Regions from separate parts of the Mus musculus genome. Here regions 2 and 3 are each linked to region 1. A link is a contact called in public Hi-C and Micro-C data. All regions are on one chromosome and are shown on one strand. The core of a region is the stretch at or near the end of the contact, and the rest is flanking DNA. Distances in the headings are between cores, read along the strand shown.

Evidence for each region. Hi-C and Micro-C count contacts between places; a contact is called where the count stands out from the background.
Region 2: a Hi-C map of bone marrow-derived macrophages shows a contact between it and region 1, with 31 read pairs. The contact joins two enhancer-like sites. A contact is called at or near these places in 1 of 15 datasets of contacts at CTCF or cohesin (large pre-B cells), 23 of 484 Hi-C or Micro-C datasets (CD4 T cells, CD8 T cells, the N1E-115 cell line and 14 more), 16 of 115 datasets of contacts at active chromatin or transcription factors (cardiomyocytes, embryonic basal ganglia, embryonic forebrain and 5 more) and 3 of 9 other capture datasets (adipose tissue, embryonic stem cells and liver).
Region 3: a Micro-C map of embryonic stem cells shows a contact between it and region 1, with 1.6 times the contacts expected there. The contact joins the promoter of Neurl1b here to the enhancer-like site in region 1. A contact is called at or near these places in 19 of 39 promoter capture datasets (the 3T3-L1 cell line, 3T3-L1-derived adipocytes, the HPC-7 cell line and 13 more), 1 of 15 datasets of contacts at CTCF or cohesin (large pre-B cells), 18 of 484 Hi-C or Micro-C datasets (CD4 T cells, CD8 T cells, the N1E-115 cell line and 11 more), 9 of 115 datasets of contacts at active chromatin or transcription factors (the HPC-7 cell line, bone marrow-derived macrophages, cardiomyocytes and 4 more) and 5 of 9 other capture datasets (adipose tissue, embryonic stem cells, liver and 2 more).

The regions. Positions count from the first base shown.
Region 1 is chr17:26,274,481-26,278,372 of GRCm38.p6, reverse strand. Luc7l (Luc7-like) reads right to left here. Exons shown (of 10, transcript NM_028190.3): 6 at 2,523-2,699; 7 at 739-827. Among named protein-coding and RNA genes, the nearest start is that of Luc7l, 24 kb to the right of the region's middle. Within about 2 kb of position 2,207, at least 8 of the 459 cell types and tissues checked have an H3K27ac peak or open chromatin away from gene starts, as enhancers often do. A contact at or near this core is called in Th17 cells, bone marrow-derived macrophages, differentiating embryonic stem cells and 2 more, where this site is marked.
Region 2 is chr17:26,435,694-26,439,585 of GRCm38.p6, reverse strand. It overlaps Neurl1b (neuralized E3 ubiquitin protein ligase 1B), which reads right to left. Exons shown (of 5, transcript NM_001081656.3): 3 at 227-919. Among named protein-coding and RNA genes, the nearest start is that of Neurl1b, 23 kb to the right of the region's middle. Within about 2 kb of position 2,280, at least 48 of the 459 cell types and tissues checked have an H3K27ac peak or open chromatin away from gene starts, as enhancers often do. A contact at or near this core is called in bone marrow-derived macrophages, where this site is marked.
Region 3 is chr17:26,412,891-26,416,782 of GRCm38.p6, reverse strand. Neurl1b (neuralized E3 ubiquitin protein ligase 1B) reads right to left here and starts at 1,924. Exons shown (of 5, transcript NM_001081656.3): 1 at 1,788-1,924. The coding sequence starts at 1,818.

The DNA.
Region 1 (3,892 bases), core at 958-3,457:
ATGGGCAAGAACATATTCCAACCACATATTTTATGGGAGTCTGTCCAGTGATCCCACATAACCAATTAAAAAGAAAAAAGACAGCCATACAAAGCTTCCACCCTCAAGTCCAAAGCTGATGATTTCCCTTCAAGGCACTGCCATGAGACTGCTGCTTAGCTACCATTAGTAGATCCACTTTTGCCTTCCCTATTTGATAAGGGCTCCATGGCCAGCTGTCAGAGGAGCTGTCTGGGTGAGGTTAAAAGATGGCTGGGTAGCAGTGGGACAGACCTTTAATCCCAGTCCTTAGGAGGCAGAGTCAAGTGGATCTGAGTTTGAGGGCAGCCAGGGGTCTACAGAACAAGTCCCAGGACAGCTGGAGCTATACAGGGCAACTGTAGGGGGTAGAGAGGGACACACGGACAGAGGGGGTAAGAGGAAAAGGGAGAGGGGACCCTTGTCAGCTCCTCCTTCCCTAGTTCCAATCAGTCAGTGTTGCACCTCACCACAGTGAATATGTCATAGGTTTTGCTTTTAAAGGCTACACTGGAGCCAGGTGTGATGGCATATACCCTAATCTCAGCCCTTGGAAAGCAAAAGCAGGCACATATCTGTAAATTCTAGGCCAGTCCGGATTACATTAGTAAGACCCTGCTTCAAAATAAATAAATGCATGCTTTTATATGTTTCAAACACTGATGGCTCCAAGTCACAAAACAGCAACAGCAGTTTCCTAAGGCTAGCCCCCATGCTTACCTCCTGCCCAGGCGCTCTTCTCGCTCTCTCTCCTCTCTTCTCCTCAATCGATCCTGATTTCTTTTTTCCTGTTTTTCAGCCACAGTTTTCTAAATAAATGAAAAAATGGGAAAATAAGGAGAAGCAACAGCTTTTAGGAAACAATATTCTACTCAGTTAAAAGCTAACAGAACACATGAAAAAAAAATTAACCATCATTTTCTACATTTGGTGACAAATTACAGAAAAGGGGCTGAACTTCTAAGACACAGGGCTTAAATCACAATGTTTCAAACCAAGCCATAAACTGTTCCTCCTACAGCCTCTCCATAAGCTTTGTAGTAAGAAATGTTAGTTAAAGAAACTTAACTCAGACCAAAAGCAATAGCACCCTGCTGTTGGGAGTAGAGATGTAGGTACCCAGAAAACAGCTCCCTTTTGATTTGGTGTGTGCTATGATAATATCAGCACAATTCATCAAGCTTGATCCTATATGCAACAGAAGCAGGAGGCTCTGAGAACCTCTACCACCAAATCAGCATCAACTTAAGTTAGCTTGAATGTGTCAAGAACCTCTACACACACCAATAATGCTGAGGGAGGGAGGATGAGAGGACAGTGAGAACACAAAGGAAAGAATGGGACTGAACAGACAGTTCAGCAGGTAAGCTGCTCTGCCATGGGACCTAGAACTTTAGAGCCCACATGTGAGTAAAAACTGGCTCTAACTCCTAGGGATCTGTTGCCCTCTTCTGGCCTCCAGAGGCACTGCAAGAATATGGTACACAAACATATGCATGCAGACAAATTACTTCTCCCACACATAAAATGAAACTTTTTCTTTTTTTAAACCCAGAAATATGTCAGGCAATTTTGGGCCACGCCTTTAATCCCAGCACTCGGGAGGCAGAGGCAGGCGAATTTCTGAGTTCGAGGCCAGCCTGGTCTACAGAGTGAGTTCCAGGACAGCCAGGGCTACACAGAGAAACCCTGTCTTTTGAAAAACCAAAAAAAAAAAAAAAAAAAAAAAAAAAGAAAAGCACCAGCCTCTCTTCCAGAAGACCATGGTTCGATTCTCACCACCTACATGGCAGCTCGTAACTGTCTATACCTCCAGTTTCGGGGAATCCGATAATCTCACACAGACATAAGCAAAACACCAATGTACATAAAATGAAGATAAATAAGTTAAAATAAATCAAAAATAAAAAACAAAACCCAAATGCTACAGGTCCTTCGAGCCCTTGTCGCCCGAGGCTACTGACTTGGGTTCACGCAGCAGCTTCTTTACTTAGGGATTTTCCCCTACAGCTCTCTTCCCCATCAGCTGCTTCTTCTACTCCTTCTTGCAGCTTTACTTACAGCAGCTAGCTTCTACTACTGCTTCTCTTAAAACAGCTGCTTCTACTCAAGGCAAGGGCTGTACCCAAAACTCCTCTACTCGTGCCTACTGACTTCATCCAGCTCCACCCCACCTCATCCAATCAGAATTCACACACGCTCCAGGCACGAGCTCAGGTCAGTCACCGACAGGCTGACAGGTCGGGATCTCGAGGAACAGTCCAGCCTGGCAGGCAGCCCACGCATACAGCCTCACTGCGCATGCTCGGGCGAGGCAGCAACCAACTTGGCCCTCGCCGCCACACCTGCTTCTCGCACCCAAACAAACAACAAAACAAAAAGAAACAAACAACACAGAAACATGTCCAAATCCAACTTAAAGAATACAGATAACTTTTTAAAATTAAAGCTAAAAGTAACCAGACTCCCAGGAGCTCTGCAGAAACAAAATATATTAACATTACCCTCAACTGATCAAGCTTCTCCCGGATCTGAATGAACCCCAGGTGTAACTTGCCCCCGAAGTGGTCTGCAAGCCGACGGTCATTGTCATGGAGACCAAGGTAAGCTGAACAAACCTCGCAAACACGGAGTTTTTGCTGTTGAAAACTGGATGCAGGCATGGAATTTCTATATTCTTCCTATGGGGGAAAACATAAAGATGAGGCATTTCAGAACTGTCACACTGCAAAGGTCGTCCAAGTGGCAAAACCTGAAACATAGGCGACGTTTTACTACATACTGAAACTGGGTTGTTCAGCTTTAGGTTATGTTGGAAACTTCAATTTCACTTTTTTTTTTTAACTAACATTAAAGGCAGGTAGTTCTCTGAGCTCCAGGACAGTCACACAGCTGTCTTGAAAAATGAAAAAACAAACAAACAAACAAAAAACATTTATGTCTCATCAAAAGAAACAAAGACAATTCAAACATGGAGATAAGGACTGTTCTCAGAGATCAGCAGGGAAGATATGTTTCTGAACAAGAATAGGGAAGAGATCCCAAAATCTAATAAAGCCTGGGGCTGAAGACGACCTAGGGTGGCTCCCGCAGCCACGGGAGACTAACAATCATCCCTCCGTGACACCAGTGACAGGTCTGGTGCTTTTCTCTGGCTTCTGAGAACACTAAACACAAGTAATAAATACACCAATAAAGACAACACCCAAATACATATTTTTTTAACTTGAAAAAAAAAATTGAGCTGGAGAGATTGTACTCAAGACTGTATGCTGCTCCCAGGGTGTGGTCACAGACACTTAATCTCAGGAGGCAGAAGCTGGTGAATCTTTGTGAATTTGAAGTCAGCCTGATCTACAACATGAGTTCCAGGACAGCCACAGGGCTGTTACCCAGAAAAACCCTATCTCAAAAGAACAGCAGCAAAAGAATCTATACTGTTCATGCAGAAGAACTGAAATAGATCAATTCCCAGCACTCATGGTAGGCAGCTCGCAACTACCAATAACTCCAACTCAAGGGCAATCCAATGCCTCTAGTTCATTTCAGCAACCTACACTCACATGCATATAGCCCTTCAGACAGAATTAAAATAAATATTTTAAAAGTAAGCAAAAACTAGAGCAGTCGTAGCAATTGTGTCCTAATATCCAGGCTATATCAAATGCAGGTCTAAAAGTTCCGGTGAAAAGGCCCAATCACCAACACTTTCCTTGAAGAGAAAAGTACACAACACATAAGATGCATCCTCCAAGAATACTAAAATGTATATAGAAGCCGGGCGGTGGTGGCACACGCCTTTAATCCCAGCACTCGGGAGGCAGAGGCAGGTGGATTTCTGAGTTCAAGGCCAGACTGGTCTACAAAGTGAGTT
Region 2 (3,892 bases), core at 1,031-3,530, 160 kb before region 1:
TTCTCTTGCATATGCCAGTGAATTTCCCTCGTCTTTTACAGTAATTTTGTTATTTTTTAATGTTATTTATTTTATGTATTTTTAAAAAAAAATCCTAGTGAGATAAAGGAAATAAAAATAAGTAAGTAAATAAATAATAAAGGAAATAAAACCATCTTCCAGCCAAGCCCTGACAGCAGCTGTCTTCTACAGGGAGCTCTTATTGGGGACCCCGGTGCACACTCACCCAGGAGACGCAGCTGGCCCGCCACACCGCCGCGTACCGCGAAGAAGGCCCAGAGCGCCTGTGAGGTGTCCACGCACAGCAGGCGTCCCCGCGGGCGCCCGTTCACCGCCAGCAGGACGTCGCCGCCGGGTCGCAGCGTGAAGCTGAGCGCGTCGCCTCCGCTGGGCACGGGCCCGGCGCGAGCCACCACCCAGTATTCCTTGCGGTCCAGCAGCGCAGCGGGATCGGCGGGCAGCTCGGATGGCCGCAGCGCGCCAGGATCGCAGGACGTGATGCCGAAGGCCACAGCCGCGGGTGCCGCCAGCCCCGGGCGCCCCACTTCCACGCACAGGCTCTCCCCTGGCCGCAGCGGCCGCTCGGAGAACACGAGCGTGCGGCCGCCGTCGGGGCGGGGCGCGCAGGCTAGCCTGCGGTCGGCGGACAAGCTCACGTCGGGTCCGCGCGTGGCGTGGAAGCGCAGCTCGGCGTCCAGCAGCGCGGGCGATGAGGCGGGCCTCGGGCGTTCGCGGGCCACGCACGGGACCGCGGCGTCGGGACGGCCGAGAGCCAGGTGACCCAGCTTGGCCACCACCTGGTTGTTCTCCAGCTCGTTGTTGTCGAAGTTGGCAGCGTCGTGGCTGCCAGGAGGGGGGCAGGCGCTGAGGCGAGCCTGACCCAGGCGCAGGGGGGTCAGCGTGTCAGCGAAGGTGCTTTCTATGGGACAGAAGAGAGGTATCAAGAGGCAATTGGCACCCAGGACCTCAAGCCTCAGACCTTGTCCCTTAAGCCTTAAGGGCCCTGGACTCCAGTTGCCCCTGACCTGCAACCTCAGATCCTGCACATTACCCAGATCCACCGACCTCCAACCTCAGGTCTAAAATCCTACACTCCTGATTCCCTCTACCTCTAACTTCACAGTCCGTAACTCCCAAACCTCAAAACCTGGAGCTTACATTGCCAACCCCTGCAACCTCAGACATGAGACTCTAGACTCCGGCTCCTCTAGATCTCGTATCTCAAACTTCAGGCCCTACTCAGATCACAGACGGGTCAGGCAGAACCCCATTGCCCTAAATGTAAGGCCCTGGCCCCCAGATCTGCCTGACTTCTGATCCCTAGCTCCCCTGGATCTCACCCACGCTCTTCCTGACCTCAGACTTCCATCCAGGTTACCCTGGCTTTATAGCTGCAGGTGGCTGGACTGGCTTGTGTTCCCTGAGCCTCCAGTCCTTGCTGTACCCAACCTCCCACTGCTTTGGAAGGTTCTTCTTTCCCTTCCATCTCCACCCTGCTTCCTCTTTCCTCCCACCCCGCCCGGCCCGTTCTTGAACTTGTGATGTCTGTCTTAGTGTTCCAAGTTCTGGAGTTCATGTACCATGCCCGACTTCTTGCTTCTTCCTTTGTCCTTTTCTCTCTCTCCCTCCAGAGGTTTTCATACATTTGCACAGCTGGGCATTGAAAGTTCCTTTATTGTTTCCCTACTTAAAGCAAAACATCAACCTAAAGAGCAAATCTGACACTGGGGCCCTAGCCTGTGGCAGGCTAACCTGAGCTCTCGGATCTCATTGACTACAGCAACCGACAGGCATGAACGATCACTACGGCCATTTAGCATGGGAACGGAGGCACAGAACCACGCTGTCTTGTCTAGATTCAGGGTTCTTTACCACAATGCCACCAGGAACAGAAAGGACAGGGCACATGACAGAATGGAGACAGTAGAGAAAAGAGGAAGCGAGGATGCCAGTGTATTGAGTGGGAGGTGCTATTTGCTGGGAGAGCAGGAGTCGGGGAGAGTCAAGAGTTCCATCTAGCAGGCTCAGTACAAGGCTGGGGTATCAGAGAGAGGCAGGTAAGCAGCAGGAGGGTGGAGTGTGCATTTGGGAATTCTAGACTTTGCAAAGTCCTCTGGGGTTCCTGTGTTGGGGGCTAGATTGAGAGGTACTGCAGGTTCTGAGGGGCAGGGATCTGGGTGCCCATTGGCAGTGCTGGTCCCCAAGGGTAAATGCTGGCCTGAAGAGTTACTCAGTCCTGTGAGAATAGGTTTTTAGGAAGAGAGCAGGCCTGACCACCGACTCTCCGGCTTCTAGTTTCACTATGCTATGTCTCCTGCTTGTTCCTCCTGTCGCCCCAATAGCAGCTCCCAGAGGCCCTGCAGCCGGCGCATCATGCTTTTCTGATGAAGCCTCGGGTATTTGGTTGCAGTAGACAGAAGCGAGGCTAACATGGAAGTTCAGAGATGGCATCCATGTCCTGCTCATGTCCTCAGATCAGGGGACATTGTCTTGCTTTATGACAGCTTGTTCAAGTCTACAGCTGTTTATACATATGCACACATAACTATCTTCAGATTATGTTACACATACACACACATACATCCAACCACACCCTGTGTGGCTCTAAGAGCTGAATATATATTTAAAATGTGTTTATATGTACTTTTAAAACATTTTTGTTGTTTTTATGTTCATGTGTGGTTTGTGTGTGTGTGTGTGTGTGCGCGTGTGTACTATATACCTGGTACCCACAGAAGCCAGAAGAGGGTGTTGGATACCCTAAGATTGGAATTACAGATATTTGTGAGCCACCTTGTGGGTGCCAGGAATAGAACCTGGGTTCTCTGGAAGAGCCGCAAGTGCTCTTAACTGCTTGAGCAATTTCTTCAGCCCCATGTGCACTGTCTTTTACATGTGTTTTATGTGTGCTGTCGTACACAATTCAAGAGAATGAGTGCACCCAGCACAAAATCCAGGGCCTTCTATCTCAGCAGTAGAGGGCCTGTGGTCTTTACAGTCAGGTACATGATGACTTGCAAGGCCTATGGAGGACTGCTACTCTGGTTTCTGTACCCACACCCAAATTTCCTTGGTGAGAATAGCCCATCCTCACTGTTATCACCTGAGGAGTTGGGGTCTCTCTACCTGGTCAGTCACTACTACCCAAACCCCTGCCTATAGCCACAAGTCGAGAGATAGGGATGTGAACCATAATGCATGGGATGAGGCCAGTAAGTCTTGAGACCCAGAAAAGCAGCTGGTAGGCCAGAGGACTGCTACAGCAGGTGACCCTTTGGCCCACAGGATGGCTAAGCTGAGGAGGAAGCAGGAGGGAGAAGGGAAGATGCCTCCCCAGGCTCCACCCTTTGCCGCTCGCCACTCACCGCTGTGACCCTTTCTTCCTTAAATAATATTGAAGCAACTGAGTATTTCAGACTGTCTAGCCTGCGATGACGTGGCTTTGGTGTGATATTTGTTTAATCTGACCCAGACATTGGAGTACATGCAGAGGAAGGATGGGAGCCACTCAGACTCACACCTTTGTGCCAGGAAGAGGGATGGTTCTCCTCCAGCCAGCATCCCTGGGCCCCTCTGTGTTAGTCCTGATGTATGTGGCATAAGCCAATGATCACAAATATAAATATAATGAGCGCTAAAGGAATCAAAGTGACTAGCGGGGAGGGGCGGGCACCCAATGCAAAGGGCTTCCTCAGAATGACAGCAGGGCCAAGCTGCAGGCTGTGCCACCTGAGAGCCTTGGGTACGCTGGGTGCTGGAAGCCAGCTCTGCTGTCATTGGCTTAGGTGAAGCCTAAACAGAGACTTCCCATATCTCCTAGGGGACTCCGTGTACAGCCAGGGCTGAGAGCTGTGGAGCCAAATACAGACCAATCCGGTCTTGCAGACCAGGA
Region 3 (3,892 bases), core at 675-3,174, 140 kb before region 1:
GTCACAAGAAGACACAGTGATGGTGCAGCACAGTCATACAAACACGAAGCCTTATGAAGGTGTCCCCATTAGGGCAGAGAGTGTAAGGTCCCTGGAAAAGGTGACCAGAGAACCTGGTGGTGAGACAAGAAAGAACAGTCCAGGTGTGAGAGGATGTAAAGATGCCAGAAGCCAATGGCAGGTGGATCTAAAAACAATATATAAGTCTTTACATTTTGGGCACCTGTTATCTGATGTGCCTCCTCACTGAGGGTAGGAGGTTCCCACACAGCATGAGGTGACCTGCCTTGACTCTGAGCCCCCAGCCTAGAGTGCTCCACCCACAGCATCAGACTCCAGGGGAATGGGCACCCCAGCAATGTGTGAGCACCTGGTGAGACAGCCTGTCCCTTGCCTTGCTCCAAGTGTGACCCACAGGTGGCAGAATGGCTTTTTAAAAAACCAACCAGAATAGCACAGGAATTCTAGTTGAGTATGTACTGTGTCTCCGTCATGGGCTTCTGTGACTGCCATCTCTGATGTGACCTCAGGTCCCTCCAGATCGGTGGCTGGGTCTCTTCAGCCTAGCAAGAAGCGGTTATCACTCTGTCTAGTACAGACCCAGGTTCCAAAGCCACCTCTGAAGCTGACCAGCCTGTGACTCCACCTGGCTGACCTTAGGAATGATCCAGTAAAAGCCACCCAGGGGCTTGTTAGTAGAAGGGGCTGTCTGTCTCCCCAGTGGTCCTTAGGTCTCAGGTTGGTCCAATCCCTTCCAGGGGAAGAGACAACTCTATTAGGATAACTGCCGGAGGAAGGGCTGTGGGGGTGTCAGAACAGAGATGGGGTGTCAGCTGGGCTGTGCTAAATCTGACCTACAGCCAACTTGCTTCTTCTCTGAACTACCCTCCCCCAACACACACACACACACACACACACACACACACAGAGAGAGAGAGAGAGAGAGAGAGAGAGAGAGAGAGAGAGAGAGAGAGAGAGAGCCTCTGCTTAAGGATGCTGCGAATGCCGAATGCCCAGTTTTATGCCCAAACACTTCTGAAGACTTGGGACACAGTGGGGGTGAGGGGCGGGGCAGACAGGCTGACAGGGCCCATGCAGTCTCCCACCACTGCCTGTCACCGGGTCATTTCTCCTGTACTGAGGTTAAACTTCTTGTGTAAAATCGGGGTGTCTTTTCTTAGGAGGACGATTCTTTGCAGACAGGCAGTGACAGCCTCGGCGCGCTGACATGTTCCACCATCACTAGGTATTTTCAGCGAGGCGTGGCGTCCCCCGGCCTCCGCACGCCCGCCCCACGCCCCTCGCCCACCGCCTTTCTCGGGTCTAGGAAATTCTAGGGCGCTTTTAACTAGGGGGCGATGCGCCCCACAGCAATGGCTCAGATGGGGCTGGGAGGGCCCCCAACAGAACGGACACCCGAACGGGGCGCAGCCGGGCGCGCGTGGGAACGCCGCCAAGAACTAGCACGTGTGCCGGGGGCGCCTGTGGACTGTACGCGGAGACCCGGGACACCCGCGCCCTGCAACCCCCCTGAAGGGTTCCGGCCGGGGGAAGCCCCGATACCTCCCTCCGGCTCGCTCATTAGCGACCTCCGGCTGGAACAAAGGCGTGGGGCGCACGGCCAAGGCCAGGAAAACCAGGAGGGGTCCGCACATCCCTGCAGGGGTGCGGCTCCGGGGCTCGGGCTCCGGCAACCAGGCTCTGGCTTGCACCCGGGCTCCGCGGCTGCGACGACCCGGGGAGGACCAGGCGCTCCGCGCCACTTCGGGGCGCGGCTCCGGGCGTACCTGGCAGGGTCCGGTGCACCGTGTTGCCCATCGCTACTCCGAGACTCGCGGCGCGGGGCTAGCTGGGCGGGCCGGGGGCCGCGGCCGGGCTGCGGGGCATTGCCGCTGCACCGGCGACCGGCGGGCGGCAGATGGGCGGCGCGGGCGGCGGCGGGAGGAGGCGGAGCCACCGGCCCGGGCGCGCCCGCCCCGCCCCCGCGCCCGCCACCAACCGTGCTTGGGCGGGGCTGGGGCCGCCGCCGCGTCTTTTGAAAGTTTGCACCGGTAGCGCGCTGGAGAGGCGGGGCTGGCCTCCTGCCCTCGTCGTTCCCGCGCGCACCGACCTTGCTCTTTTTGCCAATCGGGATGGGTCGCCGGGTGCCGAGTCCTTGTCCAGGCATTCGGCCACTTTGGGTGGTGCCTCGACTCAGGGACGACGCGCACACATGCAGGTCACGCCAGACAGTGTCAAGGGCTCCATGACAGTCCATCCAGGGTGAGATGGGGGTGGGGGGTAGGGATGGGGAACTTCTCCATCCCCTAGGCCGCATACCTAGGAGGAGAGACTTCAGTATGTAGTGGTTGTTTAGGGGGGGGGGCGGGACCCAGACTTGAGCTCACTGTGCCTTCTTCATTAAAGTACTGCCCACACCCTATGTACCAGGCCCTCTGCTGAGCCCCAGACGCAGTCCCTGCTCTCAAGGAAGAGAAAATTAGCAATCAAGATCACATAGTGGTCAAAACCAACAATAACATTGAAGTGTCAGATAGGGCCGGCTGAGGGTTTTTGAGAGAACGAGGTGGCATGTGAGGTGGGTAGTGTTGCCAGGAGGTACGAGGCGGCGGCGTTGGGGGGGGGGAGGGGGCTGAGAGGGGGAGGTGCATCCACTCCCACCGCATAAATCTTTTCTCAGAACCTTCCAGCCTTGGCTACTCTTCTATAAAAGGCCAGCTAGCCCATGCCACCCCTAGTCCAATTCACAGACTAACACACCAAGGTGGGGGAGGTGTAATGACTCTGTGAGGAGACCCAGTCCCTAACCATTACTTTCAGACTCCCATACTCAGTACTCTCGTCAGTTTAGGAAGCAGGGTTATTACCTCCACAGCACAGACAGGGTAAACCGAGGGTCAGTGGGTAGACGAGATGTCCAAACCTATCTCCCAGTGGCTGAGGGCAAGCTCCCTCTGAAACGGAGTAAAAAGAGGTGCTCAGAGGACCGCCTCCTGCCTTGGTTTCTCGTTGTCCTCAGACTCTCCTCTGTTGTTCCCCAGGAAGCCATGGCCAGACCTATTCTGTACTGAGTTTCTAATTCTCAATTACAAGTGCTCTCAGTTATTTAAAATTTCACCCCAAACTCTGGTGGGCAAAGGTACTTTAGCTGGGTAGGCCTTCACTCTGTATGACCCTGGGGTCCTTAGAGAGGTCGCCATTGCTATAAAAGGAGTTGAGGAATTTCACTTAGATAAAATGGCTCAGGGCAACAGGACTTTGTGGCGGCAGGGTGGGGAAGCTGCTGTTAAAAAGCCACTTTCAGAGCACTCCAGCAAGTGGCTGTGTTTCAGTCACCTCCCCAGATGTTCGCTGCAGCCACTGAACCCACCGCACCCCAACTGTTCTGGTGTGTGTCTCGGGGTGGGGAGGACATGTAGATTTGAAAGGCTGAGGTTGAGCCTCTCGGTCCCCATGTGGATGTGCTGTGGGGAAATGCTATGTCTTCCACGTCAGTGGCAACAACAGCAGACCACACAGGAAAAAAAAAAAAATCAGGACCAGGGAACTTCTTGAAGGTCCAGAGCTCTAAATTAGTGTGTTAAATAACATGAGCTTAAAGCAATGTTATCTTCAACATTGCTTTAAATGGAGCTGATATCACCCTGTGTGACAGTGATAATTCATTGTGGTGGAGGTGATAAGCCTGCGCCTGTAAGATAATAAATTAACCTTATAAATGAGCATCTGCCTGCCTCTCTCTCTTCCCCTCTTGTCTTTTTTTGGACTCTAGCTTGACACGCATGGGCTCTTGGGAAGGACGGAGGTTGTCCTTCTATCTACAGTCCAGGTAGATTCTAGACTGTCTCTTATTTGAGTATGTATGGTAATTGCTCCATCACTGAGGTCCCCC